4 separate regions of the Mus musculus genome follow, and regions 2, 3 and 4 are each linked to region 1. The links are chromatin contacts, called in public Hi-C maps. All regions are on one chromosome and are shown on one strand. Each heading gives the region's core, a stretch centred on a gene start, on an enhancer-like site or on the middle of the called end of the contact. The rest is flanking DNA. Distances are from core to core; before and after follow the strand shown. Region 1 overlaps Col15a1 (collagen, type XV, alpha 1). Region 2 overlaps Tgfbr1 (transforming growth factor, beta receptor I). Region 3 holds the start of Anks6 (ankyrin repeat and sterile alpha motif domain containing 6). Region 4 overlaps Tgfbr1 (transforming growth factor, beta receptor I).

Region 1 (3,445 bases), core at 539-3,038:
TTGGCTAAGATGGGATTGCTGGCTAAACCAACATCCAGGCTCTGAGTCTGAAGTTCTAATGAGCATAGGTAGGGCCAGCCTCCAGCCTCCAGCCTCACCCTACAACCACCTGCGTGCTCATCCATCAACTAGATGTGCAAGCTCCTTCCATCCCAGGGAGCCTCTTCAGAAGCCACACAGCCTCAGGGCAAGCAGTGAACCCCCAGGCAGAAGAGGTGGGGCTCAAGTTCACTCAAGTTCTCAGCTGTGCTGCTCATGAGCTAACCCCTCCCTGTCTCAGAACCCCAATTTGCACCGGATTAAACAAGATGAGCTGTCTGTGTATAGCTGCTGACCCTCAAACACCTCATGGGCTTGACTTTAACTTCAGTCTTGCTCCTTTATTTCTTTAATGCATAGGAGTTTCATGGGGGATGTGGGGGGTTGGGCATTGCTCAAATAAAATCTGTCCCCATGCTGTGCCTCGTATAGTGCTGAAGATGTGGAGGGAGCTGAACCCAGACCAGAAGCTCATTATCTAGGAACGGTTAGCGGTTATCTGTTCATGCTATTTGCGAGCTCCAACGCTTTCAACCAACGCTTTTCAACCAACGCTTTCAATAGCTCCCTGGTTCCTTCAACACAGAGTCAAAATTCCATTCTGGGCACATCTGGGGTCAGGGGTAGAGCCTAGCATTTATGAGTTTCTGGATCTATCTTCAGTGGAGTGTGAGGGACACAGAAATTATCATCTTCTTACCCTCCCCTCTTTCCTTCCCTCCTTCTTCTCTTCTTTCTTCTGTTCTCATGCTGTTTTCTAAGTCACTATTATTTTTTAAAGTTTTTTATATGCATGAGTGTTTTGCCTGCATTTATGTCCCTGCACCATGAACATGCAATCTCTGCGGAGGTCAGAAGAGAATGTCTGATCCCCTGGAACTGGAACAAGAAATGGCTACAAGGCACTGTGTGGCTGCAGGGAGGTGAGCCCAGGTGCTCTGCCAGAGAGTGGGTGCTCTTAAGCACAGAGCTATCTATCTCTCCAGAACCCTAATACTATCTTTTGCATCTTCTCACCAGTATTTCCAGGCTCGGTCAATTGTACCCCAACACAAGGAATTCCACTTTCATCCTACAGGCATCCCTCCCTGTACAATCACAGGGTTTGGCAGAGCTGGTAGTCTGCAACGTGGCCTGAGGAAAGGAAGACAGACAGAAACAGCCTGGGCCTCTTGCCCTTGGAAAGTTCGGTGCAGAATCCTCAGTGATTTCAGGGTGGCCCCTCCCTAGGGCATAGGGAGAAATCATCAGAAGGCTTTAGAGAACACTGCAGAGGAAAATCTGAGCAGTCCCCACAGGGTGCCACTCTCTTCCCAAGGGTCCGGATGCCAGTTTCCATGGAAACCAGGAAAGAATCCTAACAGTGAAGAAACAAACTGGACTGGTAGGTTCAGCATTTGGAGGAGGCAAGAAACAAGATCCCTCCTCTGTGCCACAGACCCCTGGACACCTATATCTCCTTTTGCACTCCAGCCTCAGTTTCCCTTTCTGTGCACTGGGTTGGATCAGCCTTTCCATCTGTGGGGTCTCCTGTCTGGCCTTTGGAGCCTGATGTCCCTAGGGAACCGTATCTGGCTTTGCAAAGCTCTATCCCACAGATGACCATCTGGGACCTGAGCCCAGGGCTCTTGCTTGTCAGCATTTGAAGCCTCAAGAGACTTAGTTGCTTTCCTCTGGCACCAGGTCAAGGCTGGGATATGGAGAAGTCCCAAGAGCCTTGCTGCACAGCCAGGAACGCTCCACCACTGGGCTCGGCAGCGGCCCCTAGCGGCCACGCGGGGACCCGCGTCTTCTCAGAACTTACAGACCGGGGTCCGAGGAATACTGAGTGCTCTTGGCTTGGAGGAACCATGAGGAACCCAGATCCCAACCACAGAGATCTGAAAGCGGCCCCGGAAGCAGAGGCCCCGGAAGCAGAGGCCCCGGAAGCAGAGGCATGACATTATGCAGTACTCTGTGACCACGCTGAGCCTAGAACCCAGAGGAAGAGCTCTCATCCTGTTTTCCAACGTGGATTGCCTGGGGAGGCAAAGATATTCTTCTCTGTTTGGCAGAGCTTCCCATTCATGCCTAGAAAGCTGACAGAACACTTAGCTGCTCTTCATCTATGGTGTGTGTAGTCCCTCTGGTCAAGGACGCTCCATGGTGGTTGTAGCCTGGGCTACAGCCAGCAAGCAATCAAGGGGCCGTTCAGGGTAAGGTGGGAGTGACTGTCTTTAGAACCCTATCATGGCTCCTCCAGTCCAGAATTCCCTGTGTTTACCTCAACTATCGCTCTAAGGCTGAAGGAGGACCCCTATATCACCCTTGTCACTTCCCAGTTATCTTACTGGGAACAGCAATGCCCATCCTTCTTAGGATTATTAATATAGTTTGTTGTCAGTTCTGAATTTTGATTCTCCATTCTTCACAGATGCTAGGGAAAATCTGCATTGCTGGGCCTACCCTTAGCCTTTTTTACTTTTTATCTCAAGACATGGTTTCACTAAATTGCCCAAGCTGGCCTCAGCCTCCCCATAGCTGAAACCACATACAGGCCTCTGGTAACAGGTCCATCTAAGATTTTTTTTTCCTTGAACATTTATGCAGAAAACTGGCCCCAAGGACTAAGGCACACCCCACACCCGTCGTTTCTCTGGCTCTCACTGTCTGGAAAGAAAAGGCATGAGGAGTTTAACCAGCTGCAGACTTCTGAAAAAGAAATCTCTCTTTCTGTGGACAATATCCCCCAGTCCACACCCATCAAAGGCCACCTGCTTTCTTCTTGCTCACCTCCACTGCTGGAGAGCTCACTCCTAGTCAACAGCCCTAAGAAAATAATAAGTCTTCAAGGGTTTTGCTCAGGCTGAGCTAAGCCTATCCTCCCTGTGGCTGCCCCACCCTGCCAGCTGGCAGAGCTCTGGCCCCTGGGTAGACAAAAATGTCAACTTCCATACGGTGGTCTCTCAGATGTCACAAGGGTACTAGAAATGGCACTAGCCTTTAAGACAGCCTCCAATCACCAACTCCACACATGGCTTCAGAAGTCTCTTTGCTTCTTCCAAGTCTCTGGCTCAATATCTGCGAACTAGAGTCTGGCCTAAATGTTTTCCCAAGGCCCCTGCCAGGTCGGAGTGCCTCCAATCCCTCATCCTCCTCGTCTGCCTCCCAGTTTTTCTAACCACCCTAGGCAGCGATTCCTTCAGGCCTGGAAGAAATGACTCCTGCAGGGGCCAGGAGAACAGTTCTCCCACAGACTTCCTGGCCTCGCTAGAACTGGGAAGCAGCGGCGCCCTCGATAATGTCATCACACTCTGCCTGTAAAGAAAGCCAGCCCCACCCTGGAAGGAAACTGCAAGGACCCTCCAGCCTCAAGAGACCCTGGGACTACCTGACTCCCTACGTGAGGGACATGAACACAGCACGG
Region 2 (3,445 bases), core at 381-2,880, 170 kb before region 1:
ATGGCTAATGAGAATAGTTCTAACAGAGAGGAGCATACAAACAGGAAGAACAGTAAACAAAGAGGGAGGTGAAGGCCCAGGAAGGACACAAAGGCAAAAGAAATTCCAGGACAGAAGCCACACAGTGGCTCTCAAAAGCAACCAGTCCAGACTGGAAACAGCAGATGGCCCGGAAGACACATTTATGTACGGATCATTTTGAGGTTTGTGTGTGCATTTATGCATGTGTTATTGCAGACTGAACCTAGGGCCTCATACACACTTGGCAGGCACGCTAGCACTAAGCTATATGTTGAACCATTTAGATTATTTTTTAGTTTTACTCTTAGGTCTCCCTACGTTCCTTACCAAGGCTGCTTATATTAGAGCTCTATAGCACAGGCAGGCTTGAGCTTATGATATTTTTGCCTTAGCCCCCTGAGCAGCTGGGATTATAGGCCTGTGCCAGCAAGCTTAGCCAGTTCCATACACTTATGTGTTTCAACTGAGAGACTTTAAAACCCTAGAAAAGTAGAAACTTGAAATAGCAGAAAGTACACAGAAAACTAATCTTATCAAATTGAGAAAATAACGCAGCAGCAATGGCATTAATCAGCATTCTATAACAGTAACTATGAACCGCACATGTCCTTAATAGTATCCAACTTCTTCCTGCTTAAAAGACATCTGTCTCTAAACTGCTTCAGTTAATAAATGAGTGTGAATACTTCATGTCTGTGCTATCAAGTACCCAGAGACAATTTTAAAGCACACTTTTGTGTGCTGAGGTCTATCACATGAACTCTGGGCATACTCAGTTGTCTTCTCTGGGTCTGCACATTGTATTTTGCTTAAGGTGTCTTACAATTTTTTGAAACACTTTAAAACATTTCTTAAGGAAAAAGAAGACATCCTTTCTCTAAGTTCACTTCTCTCATAGTCTGCTGTTAACATCTGGGTATGTGTTCCACTGGACTTTTTTTCTAGGATGCATATATTTGGCACTTTTCCAACAAAGCAGAGTAGAACTTTGTAGAAATTACCAACTATAAGAACTTTCTTAAAATCACAAAATACTACCTTAGTACAACTCCTTGGGGCCTCATTAAGAGGTCTAACTTTGTTGTGATTTTGAGATAGAGTCTTTGTAGCCCAGGTTGGCCAGGAACTGGCTGACGTTGAGCTTAAATTCCCGGCTATCCTGCTTTCACCTTGGGATACTGGTAGGACAAGCGTGTGTAGCAACACCCTAGCGCAAAGTGGTGTCGAGGAGCAATCCCTAGCCTCCAGTATACTAAGCATGCACTTTACAATCTCAGCCTCATGCCAGCTAGAGAGAGCACAATGATGTCAGAAGTGACACTGAGGTGACACTCTTTCTTTTTTTGAAAGTCCACTTAAACTATTAAACTTCCAATCTGGAAGGCACACTTTGGTACATTAACATCTAACAGTAACAGCTGTTAATAAAATTTGTTTTATGACTTCTTTGAATTTACAGTTAAGAATGAATTCCTACAACATTCTATAAAAGCTGGGGATGACTCTGTTGGACTCTGTTGGAAAGCACCCCCTCCCTCGGAGGAGCAGCCCTGCATAGCCTAGGAATACAGGTCATACCTCTGAAGTTCCCTGCAGTGATCACACCCAAGCGCCTCATCTTACAAAGGGTGCTAAGTTCCAGAGAACTGATGCAACCTGTTCATGTCTGAGTCAAGCTAGTACTGGCAGGCCTCCTTATTCCTGCCCAGTGTCTGTCATATGACTCTGGGCTGCACTGGCTGGAGGGAGGCATTCCTTCCATCAGCAGGCATTTTACTTCATTTGGCATATCTAAGGATGATCAGACATGCCAGTGACCACTGCAAATGTTTCATGGTCTTTTTAATACTTTTACTAAATCTTATTAGTTTATGAAAAAGAAAAAGAACCTTTGCATTTTTCCTTACAGAAAAGTAACAAATATCTGCCTACTAAGTAGAAACAGTTTAGCAAAGAGCCTTGTATCAAAAGGAAACACTTACCTCACAGCTCTGCCATCTGTTTGGAATATTTGGCCTTAACTTCTGTTCGCAAACTACTTTTCTCATTTCTTCAACCGATGGATCAGAAGGTACAAGATCATAATAAGGCAACTGATAGTCTTCATGGATTCCTGTATTGGTTTAAAAAGTCCAATTTAATCCACTGCCCTGTCACTGGAAGGATTACTTGTGAGGCTCATTACAGTGGTTCATAATTCCTCAGGTAGGGAAGTAAGGCTCACAGCTTTCCGTATCTAACTCACATCTGCAGCAATAACCCACCTACTTGAGTCATCACCATGCCTGCACTTTTGTGAAGGATAGTGCTGTCAACTTGACAAAATCTAGAATCACCTGAGAAACAGGCCTCTGGGCATACCTATGAGGATTATTTTTGATTAACAGAATTGACACAGGAGGACTCATTTTACCTTGGGCAAGGGATGCTGGGGTGTATAAAATAGAGAAAGCACGAACTCACTGGTCTCTGCTCTTGGCAGTAGATGTGATATGACCAGCTCCCTCAGGCTCCTGCCACTGTGACATCCCTGAATGATAGACTGTAACCTGGAACTGTAAGTCACAATAAACCCTTTCTCCCTGATACTACTTTTGACTGAGTATGTATCACAGCAACAGAAAAAGAAACCAGGACAACTTTGAGCCTTGTGTGCTATGATGACCAGGTTGAGATTTTGACTATAAGTCGATTAGTCAGAAGATGAGATCTCATTGTGATTGCAGTTTCTCACTGGATGCATGGATATATTCTTGTAAGAAAATGTGAATCCCACAAGGCTAGCTTAAGATACAAATCTCTTCCTTCTGCCTGTGTCTGTAAATAACATGTCCTATTTGCTATAATACCAAATATACTCTTATCTCTCACTGTCTAAAAATCTTGAAGTCCTAAGTCCTAGCCAGGATACCTAAGCCTAAGAGGCAGTGTTTTGAGCACACACTGACAAGTTCTCAGCCTAATACAAAACCAAAAGTAAAAACAAACAATCTAAAAAGCATGCAATGTTAATGCAATTATCATTATATAGATCTTCAATCATCAAGCTGTACAAAAACAATAATAGTCGTTTTTTAAAAAAAGGTTTTCTTGTTGGTTTTGTTTTTAAGGCTTTTTAGCCAAGTCCATACTAGAAACAGTTTCTCAGGTATCCTTTCAAATAAGCAAGATGATAGCAAGAGGCTGGGTTCTGACACTGAGACTAAAACAGCAGGAGAAACAGCTGGATAAACTGTGTGTTGGCCGGATGATCTTTTGTTCTCTGTGGCATTCTCAGTGGTCACCTGTCAGACTGCCCACTATAGTTTCAGTTAAGAAAAAAGAAAACAACTCTGGACTAACTTCTCATGACAAACTATTGAGGAAAGGACAATGATTTACCACCAATAGAACAGCGTCGAGCAATTTCCCAGAACACTAAGCC
Region 3 (3,445 bases), core at 485-2,984, 180 kb after region 1:
TTTGAATTTACCATTCTTCTTCCTCTGTCACTCCAGGACTGAAATTATACCCATGTGCAACCACATACAGCTATGAGTTGGAGTTTTTCTTTTGCTCATATATGTGTGTGTGTGTGTGTGTGTGTGTGCACGCTGTTTATGTACTATGTGCTATAATTATGGGCATATACCACATGTGGGTATGTGATAGCCAGAGGTCAATGTCGAATATCTTCCTACACAGCTTTCCACTTTATTTGTTTATTTTAAATTATATTTATTATTGTTGTTGTTGTTATTCTGTTTTGTTTTTGAGAAAAGGACTCACTATATAGCCTTGGCTGGCCCAGAGCTCACTATGCAGACCACGCTGGCCTCAAATTCATAGAGACCTGTCTGCCTCTGCTTCCCAATGCTGTAATTAAAGGCATGCACCACCATAGCTGACATATTTATTTATTGTGTGTGTGCCTGTGCATGCCATACAACAAATGTGGAAGTCAGGGGACACTTTCAATAACTGTCCTCAGACCTAACAGTTACGCTGTTATCATGACACACTGTTGGGACATGTAACAGCCTTGCCTTGTATGTCTGGCTTCTTGCTGGGTTTGGGCGGGCACTACTAACCATCTAGGGAAACCAGTTGTCTCTTCCTATGGAAGTGTCCATGCTGTAAGGACACATATGCTGTGAACTGCGTCTTGCTTTCTGCTTAATTAGCTTCTTTTCCCCAAAATGTCCTCATGGCTTACTCTCTTCCTTAAGGTTTTTGCAAGTGTTATATTTTCAGTAATTCTCTTGTTGGCTCAATTATGAAACAATGCTCCACCTTCTACCCGATTTTGCTTGGATTCATGTTCCGTTTACTGTGTCAACAGCACTCAACTACCATTCAGCAGCCAAGTTTATTACCACAGCATATCTTTATAGCCTGTATGGGTGGGTCAGATCCTAGAAGGCAGAGATGCTATCTTGCAAACGTTCGCGGCACGAAGAGCTGTGCCTGGCACTAACAGGCATCCAATACATACTTGTTGAGTCCGGAAAGAGAGATGAACTTGATGTCAGAAGACCTGAGTCCTAGCCACAGCAGCGCCTGCAGATCTGTGCAGACTATAGCAACATACAACCTTCCCGGTCACTCGTCTACTGTAGATTGGAATAATCATCTGAAACTCTAGGGTGGCTACAAGGACTGCCCTGGGGACCAGTCGGTGGTTCCTACTGTTTGTGTGATATACAGGAGGGCTTGGGACCAGAACAGTTGCTGGTCCCACACTGAGTTTCCGACAGTGGGTCTGGGGTGTGGCTAGAAAAATCTCTATCTGTAACATGTAAGTTACTGCGGTAGTGGTGACCCCCCCCCCCCCCTGTCAAAAACAAGAGATAGATGGGCGGGTAGCTTGACACAGATGAAGAACTCAGCACTGCAGGGCTGCTCCGGCAAACGACGGGGCTGACCCATTCGTCCCGATTCAGCCTGCGACTGTTTAGGGAGCGCTAGTGAAATGCGGGCCGGTCTGGGGTCGGTAGAGATGCGAGATGAGTTCTAAGCTAGGCCCAGAGGTCGGATTCAGTAGGAACGAACAGGAAGACTGAAGAGTGACCGCACAGTCACAGGCCCACCCTCCAAGGCGGGAGGCGGGCCCTGCGCGCGCGTACCCATCAGGCGCGACCCCGGAGGCGCGCGCGCACCCAGGGGGCGGGCCTGCGGACGGCGGGCACGCGCGCGGCCCCGGGGTGGGAGCGGGCGGCGGCGCGGAGCGGGCGGTCAGCGATGGGCGAGGGCGCGCTGGCCCCCGGCCTGCAGCTGCTGCTCCGCGCCTGCGAGCAGGGTGACACCGACACGGCGCGGCGCCTGCTGGAGCCAGGCGCGGACCCGGTCGCGGGGCCCGAGGCGGGAGCGGAGCCGGCAGGGCCCGAGGCGGTCCGGGCAGCGGAGGCCGGGGCGCCGGTGCCGGTGGACTGTTCCGATGAGGCGGGCAACTCGGCGCTGCAGCTGGCGGCGGCCGGTGGCCACGAGCCACTCGTAAGGTTCCTGCTGCGCCGCGGAGCCTCGGTCAACAGCCGCAACCACTACGGCTGGAGCGCGCTCATGCAGGCGGCCAGGTGAGCGGGGACCGGGAAGGAGAGAGTCCGGGACTCGTGAGAGTGCGAATGGCAGACTTGGAGCTTTGCCTTTTGGTCATCTGTATGATGGAAATAAAAGGGCGGTTTCAGAAACACAAGATTAGGGATGTTAGAAACTTTGGCTTCTGAACAGTGTGGAGGCTGCGGAGTGCATCTTCTAGACGTTCATTCATTCCGTTTTGCATCAAGGGTCTCCTAAGAATCTGTCTACTCACCCTGGCTTTGGGGGTTGACCGAATAGATAACTGGGATCCAATTAAGTCCCTATTTTGGGGATATGAGTGGGGTGGGTGGGTAAATAAAGTAGCATTCTTGATCTGGAAGGTCTGACAGTAGTAGCTGACCCAGTTGGAGGAATAGAGGCGATTTTTAGTGGAAATGAGGTGTTAAGACTCGAGGATTTGTAAGAGTTATCCAGGACCGGAAAACGAGGAAGCGAGGGAGAACAAGCACACTGCAGACACATAGTGATGAAAGGTGGTCAGACAACTGGGAGGATGCTGCGACCCAGAGGGGGCTGGAGACAAGCCCACCATTGGAGGAAGAAAGTAGGTGCCAGATTGGGGCTGAACAGAAACCCACAATCTAAGGATGATCAGGAGTGTGGAAGGCACAGGGCACTGTGACCGGAACAGACTTTTGTTTCGGGTAAGTTACATTCAGCACCTGTGAGAATAGGCAGAGAGATGGGCCAGAGTCAGGAAGGCTGGCTAGGAAGACAGCAGCCAAGGAAGAGACAATTAGTGGCCTGGATAAACCTGAAGTTGATCCTCGTGGTTGTGTGACCCTGCGAAGGGGTTGGGAGAGGCAGCAAAATCCATCTCTAGATTTCTGACTCGTATAAATATACTGAGCTGTAAAAAAACAAGAAAAGAGACAATGCTTGTTTTGTTTTTAGATTTGTTTTTATTTTATGTGTATGAGCGCCTGTGTATATGTGCACCACATGTGTGCCTGGTGTCTGAGGGAAGCCAGAAGAGGGCGATGGGTATCCTGGAACTGGAGGTACAGACACAGATGGTAGAAACCAAACCTGGCATCTTTTTGAGAGCAGCAGGTACTCTTAACTGCTGAGCCATCTCTCTAGCCCTAGAGGGAGAGTCCTGAGAGTGAGCATAGCTTTCAGTCACATAGCAGGTTGTACCGGTGGAGAATGCCAGGGCAGCAGAGGTGACCGTAAAACCTTTTTCCTAGGTCCCTTTCCCCTTAGGGGCAGTATCTACTCTTCCTCCAGGTGAGCCTTCTCCTGCCTAGGTACCCCCTCAATGGCTTGTGATATCCCCAGAATGCACCCCCCTCCGTCTTCCTCTCCATCCCCTCACCCTTGTCCGCA
Region 4 (3,445 bases), core at 608-3,107, 140 kb before region 1:
CAAATACTGGGGTTTGTTTCATTTGCCCCCACATACTTCTGCATACCTTGAAGGTGCATGCAAATCTGTCTATATAGTTTGTTGTTAGTGTCTCTCCTTACTTTAGGAAGGGCTGTGTTGAGCTATCTTGTTTTATTCTGGATCTCTAGATAGCATAGTATCAGAAAAATACATTTGCTAAATAGTTGCCCAAACAAGAGGTCACAAACATCAAGGAGAGAAATGCAGTCTATGAGTCACATAGACATTTTCATTCCAAAGATAATCTATCTACAATGACAAACATTCTGGATCCTGAGTAACCACCATCTATCTTCACAAGCATTACAAAACTTTCACTGCTGTTTCTATAGTTATGTGAAAAGCTCATTCTGGTCAAGTGTCCATGTGGCACACTTTACATACAGACAGCTTCACAATATGTATACAATAAAAACATACAAGTAACACTTAAATCACAGGATTAAGTAACACTTAAAAACACAGCACAATGTAAACCTGGCAGAGTTGAAATAGCCAGTGCCCCGAGTCCATGCAAGCCTTACACAAATCCTTTCTTTGTAGGACATTTGGCAAACATTCACTAGCAGTATATATGGCTGTGATATTCAACAACACTTTTTGTTCTAACTTCCAATAATTGGTTTAGAAAACCATTTAGTGAAGACTTCAATTATAGTATAATGTGAGCCACATCTTCCAGTAAACAAACTGATATTTGAGAACTGCTTCCTAGCTTTGGTTAGGTATGAGATCTCATTATCCTAAACTTCCCAACAAGCCCTGAGGTCATTAATACTATCTTGAACATTACTGACCAGAGCAGCCACTTGCAGCATTTATTATCACTGCAGTTATAACAGTGAAACAGATATAAAAACAGAATCAGACCTAAGGTCATCTTATTTCTACAATAAAACAGAAGCATCAATTGTCACACCAAATAATTGTATTAATTTACATTCTATTATTTGTAATTGTCCTTGATTCTAATTTACAGATTTAATTTATACTTGTAAATAAACCCAAAACATTAAGTTTTACATTTTCTAGTTTCATGTTTACAATTTAAGGAATAGTGTGAAAAATTGTTTTGCACTTTTCATTTCAAAGAGGTCTACATATGATGAAATTTTGAAAAACGCCAATGCTGAAGGGCTTCTCTTACTAGTCTTTAACAAGAAAGGTCACTAGACAATATAAACATCCTATAACACAATGCTTAGCCAGGCAAGGGTTTATGTCTTGAGGGAATTTTAAAATTCCATTTTTCCAAACTAAATCAGATGACTGAATATAGGATTGCTATTATATGATGTACAGGCTGGTTTTGTGTGTCCACTTGACACAAGCTAGAGTCATCACAGAGAAAGAAGCCTCAGTTGAGGAAATGCCTACATGAGATCCAGCATATTCTCAATTAGTGATCAATAGGGGAGGGCCCAGCCCATTTGAGTGGTACCATCCCTGAGCTGGTGGTCCTCAGTTCTATAAGAACAAACCAGGGAAGCAAGCCAGTAAGCAGCACTCCTCTAAGAGCTCTTGCATCAGCTCCTGCCTCCAGGTTCCAGCCCTGCTTGAGTTCCTGTTCTAACTTCCTCCAATGATGGATTGTGATCTGGAAATGTAAGCCAAACTTCTGTTTTGGCCATGGTGTTTCGTCTCAGTAATAGAAACCCTGACTGAGACATATGACATAGTAAAATAGTTTATGTAAATTAAACAGAAACAGATTCTCATGAACATATATCTTAATTCTCATTTCTTACAAGTTGAAGTCTGTAAGCTAAGTGTGTAGTGCACACTTTTAATTCTAGTGCTTAGAAGGCAGAGGCAAGAGAATCCAAAATTCCAAAATAGCCTGAATTACATACACAGTAAGATTGCTTCTTAAAAAAAAAAAAAATCAGGGGTTAGGGACGTAGTCAGTGGTAATGCCTGGCATGTGCAAGACCTTGGTTTCAAAACTCAGCACTTTATCTCCCCCTAAAATTATAACTGACTTTATTATTAAATAGATCTGGGTTATCTCATTCCTATTTTTAATTTTAATGTTTTTCCTTTATGTGTATGTTTCAGTGCCTCTGTGTGTATGTCATGTGCATATGGTGCCTGGGGAGGCCAGACGAGAGGGTTATAGGCTGTTGTGCACACCTGATATGGGTACTGGGAACAGAACTTAGTCCTCTGACAGAATAGCATGTGTTTGTGTGTTCTTAACCAATGAGCCATCTCTCCAGCCTCCCCCTCTCTCCTCTTTTATTAAAATAGGGCTTTGGGCTGGCAACTCCCAAAATTGTCTTTTGAACTCTACACACACACAGTACACACAAATAATTTTTTAAAGTAAAAGTGAGGCTGGGGGCTGGAGAGATGGCTCAGTGGGTAAGAGCACCCGACTGCTCTTCCAAAGGTCAGGAGTTCAAATCCCAGCAACCACATGGTGGCTCACAACCATCCGTAATGAGATCTGACTCCCTCTTCTGGGGTGTCTGAGGACAGCTACAGTGTACTTACATATAATAAATAAATAAATAAATCTTAAAAAAAAAAAAAGTGAGGCTGGCAAAATGCTCAGTAGCTCTTTGCCACTTCCCACCAAGCCTGGGGACCTGAGTTTGATCACCAGAACCCACATGGTAGATGGAGAAACTGACTCTTAAGTTGTCCTCTGACTGACATACATGTACAGTGGGGTACATTTTCTCTTATAAGTACTACATCCCAAATAAAAATGTAATTAAAATATCTTTAATTAAACTAGGTCTTGTTTCCATTTTTAAACATTTTAAGCTAGTATACAAAGTAATGGATGTTATTATTGCATTGTTACACATATGTATCATTACAATATATTGCAATTCACCCATGTCCTCTCCTCATCACCTTTCCCTTTACAAATAGTCTCTTTTTATGTCTTATGTATTCCAGTGCATTCTAAAGTAAGATCCTTCACATCCTGACAGTCCCTGTTCTAGATCTATCATACACACAGTTAAATCCAGGTCTCACATGAGAGAAAACAGCATCTGTCATTCTGTGTCTGGTTTACTTCATTTAACATGATTTATAGTTCTATCCATTTTCCTAAATTGATACTGCTGAACAAAATTCCACTGTATACATGGACTATGTTTATGTGCATTTATCTGCTGATGGACATCTAAGTGGTTACATTCTCTGGCTGTTATGAACAGTGAAACTATAAGCATGAATGTTCAAGTATGTAAGTGCATTTTTTAAAGTGGCAGTTTTTCTTTATCCCTGACTAGCTCCCAAATGAATGAGACATTGTAAGATTTATTTAATTAGCTTTACAACACAATAACCTGGCACTCATTGATCTGTTCTAATCATCTAAGCTAATGTGGTTACTTCCCAGCCAAAATCCCTGAGATATTTGCATTTTAGTATTGGTCTGTTTCTGGGCTCTAGGTGTTTTTCC

What was found. Hi-C and Micro-C count contacts between places; a contact is called where the count stands out from the background.
Region 2: a contact with region 1 is called in a Hi-C map of Th2 cells, with 3 times the contacts expected there. The contact joins two enhancer-like sites. A contact is called at or near these places in 1 of 39 promoter capture datasets (the C10 cell line), 1 of 15 datasets of contacts at CTCF or cohesin (pro-B cells), 105 of 484 Hi-C or Micro-C datasets (the 63-12 cell line, the AtT-20 cell line, B cells and 69 more), 8 of 115 datasets of contacts at active chromatin or transcription factors (the HPC-7 cell line, acute myeloid leukemia, bone marrow-derived dendritic cells and 5 more) and 4 of 9 other capture datasets (adipose tissue, bone marrow-derived macrophages, liver and 1 more).
Region 3: a Hi-C map of cortical neurons shows a contact between it and region 1, with 2.3 times the contacts expected there. The contact joins the promoter of Anks6 here to the enhancer-like site in region 1. A contact is called at or near these places in 5 of 39 promoter capture datasets (the 3T3-L1 cell line, embryonic stem cells and hippocampal neurons), 8 of 484 Hi-C or Micro-C datasets (cortical neurons, embryonic fibroblasts, embryonic stem cells and 4 more) and 2 of 9 other capture datasets (adipose tissue and embryonic stem cells).
Region 4: a Hi-C map of bone marrow-derived macrophages shows a contact between it and region 1, with 44 read pairs. The contact joins two enhancer-like sites. A contact is called at or near these places in 1 of 15 datasets of contacts at CTCF or cohesin (CD8 T cells), 5 of 484 Hi-C or Micro-C datasets (the MC3T3-E1 cell line, bone marrow-derived macrophages, cochlea and 2 more), 2 of 115 datasets of contacts at active chromatin or transcription factors (the HPC-7 cell line and microglia) and 3 of 9 other capture datasets (adipose tissue, liver and pancreatic islet).

What each region holds. Positions count from the first base shown.
Region 1 is chr4:47,233,389-47,236,833 of GRCm38.p6, reverse strand. All of the region lies in intron 2 of Col15a1 (collagen, type XV, alpha 1), which reads right to left. The region is part of intron 3 of Gm32317 (a long non-coding RNA gene); the gene reads left to right. Among named protein-coding and RNA genes, the nearest start is that of Gm32317, 10 kb to the left of the region's middle. Within about 2 kb of position 1,788, at least 63 of the 459 cell types and tissues checked have an H3K27ac peak or open chromatin away from gene starts, as enhancers often do. A contact at or near this core is called in Th2 cells, adipose tissue, bone marrow-derived macrophages and 4 more, where this site is marked.
Region 2 is chr4:47,405,611-47,409,055 of GRCm38.p6, reverse strand. It overlaps Tgfbr1 (transforming growth factor, beta receptor I), which reads right to left. Exons shown (of 9, transcript NM_009370.3): 7 at 3,403-3,445; 8 at 2,004-2,134. Among named protein-coding and RNA genes, the nearest start is that of Gm32435, 33 kb to the right of the region's middle. Within about 2 kb of position 1,630, at least 34 of the 459 cell types and tissues checked have an H3K27ac peak or open chromatin away from gene starts, as enhancers often do. A contact at or near this core is called in Th2 cells and neural progenitor cells, where this site is marked.
Region 3 is chr4:47,055,595-47,059,039 of GRCm38.p6, reverse strand. Anks6 (ankyrin repeat and sterile alpha motif domain containing 6) reads left to right here and starts at 1,734. Exons shown (of 16, transcript NM_001356426.1): 1 at 1,734-2,091. The coding sequence starts at 1,760.
Region 4 is chr4:47,377,048-47,380,492 of GRCm38.p6, reverse strand. The region is part of intron 1 of Tgfbr1 (transforming growth factor, beta receptor I); the gene reads right to left. It also overlaps a transcript of Gm32435 not described here. Among named protein-coding and RNA genes, the nearest start is that of Gm32435, 4.2 kb to the right of the region's middle. Within about 2 kb of position 1,857, at least 3 of the 459 cell types and tissues checked have an H3K27ac peak or open chromatin away from gene starts, as enhancers often do. A contact at or near this core is called in bone marrow-derived macrophages, where this site is marked.